Regions from separate parts of the Sus scrofa genome. Here region 1 is linked to region 2. Evidence: chromatin contacts called from public HiChIP or PLAC-seq data. All regions are on one chromosome and are shown on one strand. Each heading gives the region's core, a stretch centred on a gene start, on an enhancer-like site or on the middle of the called end of the contact. The rest is flanking DNA. Distances are from core to core; before and after follow the strand shown. Region 1 holds the start of ARFGEF2 (brefeldin A-inhibited guanine nucleotide-exchange protein 2). Region 2 holds the start of ZMYND8 (protein kinase C-binding protein 1).

Region 1 (3,314 bases), core at 145-2,644, 1.2 Mb after region 2:
GAGATTCTTGAGCTGAGACCTGTGCATTGGAGTGTGTCTGTGTCACAAGTTTCCGAGATTCCAAGACACTGTCCTTGCAAAAGACACTGTTCTTGCAGGAGCCCAACAGCATGGCAGCTCCCTTGGAGCAGGTGGGCCGCATGAAAGGAAGGGCACGGGCAGACAGGACCAAGGGTGTGGTGCTATCAGTGGCAGTGGCGGGGAGTGGAGGGTGCCCCTGGGGCCAGAATACCTGTCTCCTTACCCTCACTGGCAGGCTGTGTGACACTGGCCATCTCTGTTTCTTCCCTTTCTGATGCCCCCTGCCCCCAAATGCCCCCCTGCCTCACACACTGCACTGGGAGGAACCACAGCTTTATGAAAATAGATGGACACACTCCACGGGGAGGTGCAGTCAGAGTGGTTTTTCCCAGCAGCATCATGCACAGATGTGGCACCAGAAGCACAGACGTTCACTGGACTGGATACCAGGACTCAGCTCTATTCCAGTGATGGGAGGGTTGAATGGAAGACAAGTGGTTGTCTTGCCACGGGGGTGGCGAAATCCTGTTTTGGGAGTGTGCATGAATACACCTCCTTTATTTATTTATTTATTTATTTATTTATTTATTTATTTATTTTTGTCTTTTTAAGGCCACACTCATGGCATACGGAGGTCCCCGGGCTAGGGGTCAAATTGGAGCTGTAGCTGCTGGCCTACAGCCCCAGCCACAGCAATGCGGGATCTGAGCTGTGTCTGCGACCTACGCCACAGCCCACCGCAATGCCAGATCCTTAACCCGCTGAGCGAGGCCAGGGGTCGAACCCAGGTCCTCATAGATACTAGTTGTTGAGCGCTGAGCCACGACGGGAACTCCAATACACCTCCTTTTAATCTCCCTCCCTTCCTCCAGCCCTTTCCCTCCACCCCTTCCTTTGTGCTCTCCCTCTCCCAGGCTGTTTTCTTATCTTTCTCACCTCCTTCCCTTCACCTCCCTCCCACACCATCTCTTTTTCCATTCTATTCCTCAGCCCCCTCCTCCTAAGCTCCCCTTCTTCCTGCCTCTCCTCTCTTCTTCCCCCGCCCCGCGCTTCTCCTGAACCCTCCCCTTCCCCCGCCTCTCTCCCCATCTCCACCTCCCTTCCCCCGCCCCAATTTCTCCCCGACCTTGGAGCCTCCCCTCCTCACCATCTCACCTGCTCTTCCAACCCCCTAGCTTCCTCTTTCCTCCTCACCTCCTCTGACTCCCTTATTGCCTCTCTTCTTTACCTCCTCACCTTCCAACTTTTCCCCTGCCTTCCTCCACTATTAGCCCCACCGCCTCGCCCACCTGGGCCCGCCCCGCCCCGCCCCCAGCCATAGGCCCCGCCCTCTAGGGGGTCACGGGGTCCACGGACGCAGCCGCGGCCCCGCCAGTCACGTAGTCACGTGATGCGCTCCAACATGGCGGCGCCGTGGGGCCGCGGCGTCGCTTCCTGACTGGGCGGTGCGGACGGACGCGGCTGGTGCCGTCCTGGACGCCGGGCCCGCTGCCTCGCTCGCCCGCCCGCCCGCTTGCGCCGCTCGCCCGCGGGGCTGCCAGCCCCCGCCGGGCCGGGGCCATGCAGGAGAGCCAGACCAAGAGCATGTTCGTGTCTCGGGCCCTGGAGAAGATTCTAGCCGACAAGGAGGTGAAGCGGCCCCAGCACTCCCAGCTGCGCAGGGCCTGCCAGGTGGCGCTCGGTGGGTGAGCCGCCCCGGCCCGGCCCCCGCGCCGGCCTCCCCACACCGGCCGTTACCCCACCCGGCCTTCTGGGCGTCACTTCCCCCTGACCCTGAATCCTACCTTCCTGGCCTCCTCATTATACCCCCAGGGGAAACTGATGCCCCGGTAGCTCGAGACTGGCCCAAGGTCACCTAGCAAGTTGGTGACAGCCAGGGCTGGGTCTCCAGGGTCCCAGCCCAGGGTTTTTGCCACGACTTCTTGCCCTCCTGTTTCCTGTTCCTTCCCTCACCACCCGCAGAAGCAGCAGCCCTTGCTCTAAGTTTTTTCTTTACCTGGGTTTTGCTGGTTCGAGTTCCCCCATGTAAGCAGAGCAGGTGGAAAGAGCTGCCCAACTAGTTTAGGGAAACCCCTGAGACCTGCTTTGAAAGTGCCCAAATGATGAATGTTTTCCTTTCATTTGAGGATCGCCCATAACTCCCTCCAGAAGGCAATGTAGAGGGTTATCCTGCACCTCCCAGGTATCGTGGTGTGCAAAGGATCTGCTCATTCCGGGCGGTCCGGTAAAATAGAGGGTCTGTGAGGACAGAAATATTTGTCTTTTATTCACCGCTGGATCCCCTGCACCCACAACAGTGCCTAGCACACAGTAGATGCTGATTGTATGGACCCACAGATTACTGAAAGAGGGAGAGAACTCTGATTCATAGCTTGTTGAAAACCTTGATGATTGATTCCAACATCAACATCTTTTAGTTTCAGTCATTCAGCATATATTTATCAAATGCCCACCTTGTGTAGCAAGATACAGTGGGGTACTATACAGACAAGGTATTTGGCCTTAAAAGAGCTTAGACTTTAATCGGTGAGACTAAGTAAATTTAAAAATTATCAGACATTTTTGAATACTAAGTACTTTTGTAAAAGTAACTTTTAAGGAATTACTTTTGTAAAAGTAAAAGAAAAGAGCAAGATGTGATCAAGAGGCAGTCGGAGGATTGCTTTTCATAGGGTCCTCAAGAAAGTAATCCTTTCTGAGGAGGTGACATTTGGGCCAAGTATTGGAAGGCAGGAGGTGTCCACCATGTGGAATTTCAGAAAAAGAGAGTTCTAGGCAGTGAGAATCTACACCTTTGACAGGAATTGGCTTCACAGTAATTCACCACACCACTACTTGTGGTTTGGAATCTGTAAAAATACCTGGTTTCCCTAACAGTTAATTAAGTCAATGGAAAGTCTAATTTTCTGTCACAGGGTTTGTGACATCACCCTTCTCCCTTCCTTCGGTGAAGGGTACTCTGGAGTGTTCTCTGGGGGCCTAGGAATGGGGTTGTGAACTTTGCACTTCTCTGGGAAGAAGTCCATAGCTTTCATCAGATTCTCAGAAGGGTCTGAGACTTCCTCAAGGATCAGGTACTGTTGAGACAAAGGTGGTTGTTGCTGAGATGATCTGGAAACAGATGCTAGTCCTGTGAAATTCAGGATCAGTGCGAGAAATTTCCTTTCTTTTTTGCTTTATAAGGCCGCACCCATGGCGTATGGAAGTTCCCAGGCTAGGGGTCGAATTGGAGCTGCAGCTGCCAGCCTACACCACAGCCACAGCAATGCAGGCTCCAATTCACGTCTGGGACC
Region 2 (3,537 bases), core at 883-3,382:
AACCATGCAAGAGGAGAGAAAAGCTAAGGGATTCAAAAAAAGAGTCCTCAGATTTATTGCAAGAGGATGTCCAACACCCCCCCACACACACCTCCTACACTCCCCCCGCCCCCCACTCCCCATCCCTGCTCCAAAAACTTCCTCCAAAGCCTAGAAAACACTTTCAGAAACATTTGCTGGCTGTAGGCTGGCTTGCAGAAGAACACTCTGTATCAACAGAAGTCAGGAAAAAAGGCTGAACAATGTAGTTTCAAGTGAAGCAACCCTGCAGGAAGAGAAAAGACCTTGGGGAGCCACCACCTCCCACCTAGGCCCCAGGAGCCAGGCTCTCGCCTTAGCACTGCTCTGCTCAGGGCTTGGTTCTTTCTCAAACACACGTCCACGCTGGTCAGAACTGAGTCCAGCCTTCCCAGCACCTCTTTGGAGAGGTAAACTTGCCTGCTTTTGCTCTCTGCCATGAGCTCTCCTTGGAGGGGAGCCTGCTTGCTTACCTTCCATTTTCTTCCCCCAGCAGGCATGTGACACAAGAGAAGACAATAGTGCAGGGGGGGGAGGGGGGTACTGCTCAGAGAGAGGGAGAGAGAGAGAGAAAAAGAGAGAGGAGGGAAGGGGAGGGGAAAAAAAAAAAAAAAAAGCTTTCTTTTTTGGCAATACCAGGATCTAGCTTCACACTCTTCTAGAAACACCATGTCCTGGTGGAAGAAAAGGTGTGCCAGGCCCTTGCCAGTTTGCAGAATCAAGCTCTGGCTAATGGCTACTTAGCCATGTGACCCAAGAAAGCAAAAAAATTCTCTCTAAACAGTTCCAAGTTAACCTAAGTGCTGTGGGGGTGAGTGTGGCACGGCCAGCCACAGAGAAATCACACTGCTCGCCCACAATGCGGATGTCTCAGAGGGAGGGGGAGAAAAGATGGTTAAAAAGTCGAGCTTACCTCTGTGGATGCATTGTTAACACTGTGTAATGTCAATACTTATAAAACATGGAGGACAGGCTCCTAGTTCTCACAGAAAAAGGGTTTGGCACTTCGGCTTGATGATCTGGCCGCCTAATAAAAGCTCATCCCCGATTGGCTGCCCCGGCAAATCGGAGTGTAAGGCGGCCTCGGATTGGCGGAAACACTTCCTGAGCGATTATCTTTGTGAGGCTCTGGTGAGCAAGAGCCATCCTGTGCATAGAAAAAGACAGGCTAAGCTAGGCCTTTTGCAGCAAGAAAAACTTAGGGAAGGGGCCCCCAGACGCCCTTCTCCCACACCCTGGCTAGAGTTCCCGGCACGGGCAAGCCAGTGCAGCCAGCCTGACCTGCTCCAGCAAAGCCTGAGGCCCGGAGGCCCCAAGCAAGAGCGATTTGGGGGTGAGCTGGAAGGGCTCACCCTCATCTGCCCCCACGGAAACGGCTCTCTCGCTGGGAGGAAGGCTGGTCCTTTTTCTAGAACAATCCAGCAGAACGTTCTTCCCCCACCCCCGCCCCCGGCGAGGTGAGGGGCGGACTGAGGCCGAAGCGTGGGGAGCCCCAGGAAAACAGCCCAGGGAACAAGAAAAAAAAGAGGCTGGAGGCAGGCCTCTGAGGCCGAAGAGACCGGGCAGGCGAGCCCCCCAGATGGTTCCAGAGCAGCCCTGGCTTCTCAGAGGACAGAGGACTCGGGCTGGCAGGGAGGAGGGGCACCCAGTGGTCAAGTTTGCATAGTCATTGTCAGACTGCCTCCTGGACAAAGCAGGCCAGAGAGCCCTTCGCCTCGGCCCAGAATCTCACCTCTCACCGCCCCCCACCCCCATCCAGAGCTCCAACGAAAACCAAATCCGGCTCCTGCCTCCTGGCCGGGATGCCAGCCCCGCACCCCCAGCAGCTTCGGTCCTTACCCTAAGAAAGGCCAAATGCGCTCCTAGCAGGCCACATGCCTAGAGCTACAGACTTCCCTTCCCCTCCCGGCCCCCTCCCCCACGGCGGAGGCCTGCTAAACCTGTCAGTTAAACAAAAATCTGACTTCCGTATTAGTCTGCGATGGCTTCAGCTTCCTGCCTATTAACCCTCTCTCGGACTCTGGGCCTGGCCGGGAAAAGCTAGGCCCTGAGAGCGCAGAAAAGGCCTGTGGAAAAATACCAGCGGCAGCTCTCCCGGCAGATGCAGAAAGAGAGAGAGAGAGAGAGAGTGAGTGAGCCGCTGTCTCTCGCCTTGGCTTCCCAAGGAGGCGTGTACCTTCTGAATCCAGGGCACAGGCAGTGCCTCTCGGGCTGAGAAGCCATTTAAATCCAGAGGGAGAAAGAAAGATGTCAAACCCAGCCAGGGAACAAGAACCCCCATTATTAGTCAGGCCTACACCCACTGCTTCGCCCTTCCTGCCACAGTCATCCCTGCATGGGTCTTCTGGGGGAGCTGGGCCCTCAGCGGGCAGACAAATCCCATGAGCTTTATAAGGATTTTTGCTGAAATTTACTTCCACGGCTTCTCTGGGTCCCCACAGGCAGATGGAACAGCTATTTCACACACAGCCCTACCCCTTGGCAATCCCCCCACCCCCATATCTCTGGCACTGCTCCCCAGTAAAACATTAACTCGTGTTTCAGAACTGCTTATAATTCCACCCATTTCAATAGTATTCGGAGGTCTTTGCCTGGTTCCTCCTTTGTAACTGGTGGGCAGCCCGAGAAAGAAAAGGCAAATCCAAAAGGATCTTTAAAAGTCCACACGCACTGGCTTCTTTCTTTAAAAAAGACAAGGTGCTTGATTAACAAGGTTTAAAAACACAAAACAAAACAAAACACCCCAGCAAGCTGGAACCCCAAAGGCTAAATAAACCCCATTCTTGAGAGGCTGGAGAAAGCATCCCGAGGTGACGCAGCCATATGCCAGGAGGTAAAAGTATGGACCAATAAAGCCTCCCCTTCTCCTTCTAAAATTAGGGCTTGTGGGCTTTCTCATCCCACACAGTCCGCTGCCACAAAGAAAACGGTGGCGCTGATGGCCTGCTCGCCCTGCCCCCGTTCCCCCACCCCCACCCCCACCCCCACGGACGACAGATGCCCACCGAGCACACATAAATTCTTCCTGGCTGGGAATCTTATGTCAAATAGGAACAAGCCAAGAACCCAAGGACACGGTACCGCAGGGGCAGGGCCCCGGCTTTATGAAGAGGGAGGGGATTTCGTTGCTATATTTTAGGCTAAAGAGGCCAAGATGCGGGGGAGGGGGGGGGCACTGCCGCCACCACCACCAGATCTGACAAAGGACAACAGGCCTGGGCCTCACCAGAAGGGAGGGGCCTCCTCTTCCTGGGGGTGGAACTGAGCCCAGGGAGACCAGACCGGGGACAGGAGGCCAGAGCTCATCAGCCTCTGTGCTCCCGCCTGGCTGTGTGGGCAGCGGCCATCCACAGCCATCCCATAAGAATACTCCATGTGTCTGTGTGTGGGTGCTGCTTTGGGGAAAACAAATAGAATGAGGAGTTTCTGGCCGATCTAACTTCCCGACCCCACTTGAAGAAATAAAATACATGGCCGTTTCGCGTGGTGGATTTTACCCTGGGATTAAAGCTTGTTGCA

Evidence for each region. HiChIP or PLAC-seq counts read pairs in DNA pulled down with a chosen protein or histone mark.
Region 1: an H3K27ac HiChIP or PLAC-seq map of alveolar macrophages shows a contact between it and region 2. The contact joins the promoter of ARFGEF2 here to the promoter of ZMYND8 in region 2. A contact is called at or near these places in 2 of 47 Hi-C or Micro-C datasets (heart right ventricle and liver) and 1 of 2 datasets of contacts at active chromatin or transcription factors (alveolar macrophages).

Annotation. Positions count from the first base shown.
Region 1 is chr17:50,630,450-50,633,763 of Sscrofa11.1, forward strand. ARFGEF2 (brefeldin A-inhibited guanine nucleotide-exchange protein 2) reads left to right here and starts at 1,395. Exons shown (of 39, transcript XM_003483981.4): 1 at 1,395-1,702. The coding sequence starts at 1,582.
Region 2 is chr17:49,388,286-49,391,822 of Sscrofa11.1, forward strand. It overlaps ZMYND8 (protein kinase C-binding protein 1), which reads right to left and starts at 2,133. Exons shown (of 26, transcript XM_021078039.1): 1 at 1,858-2,133; 2 at 932-1,165. The coding sequence starts at 945.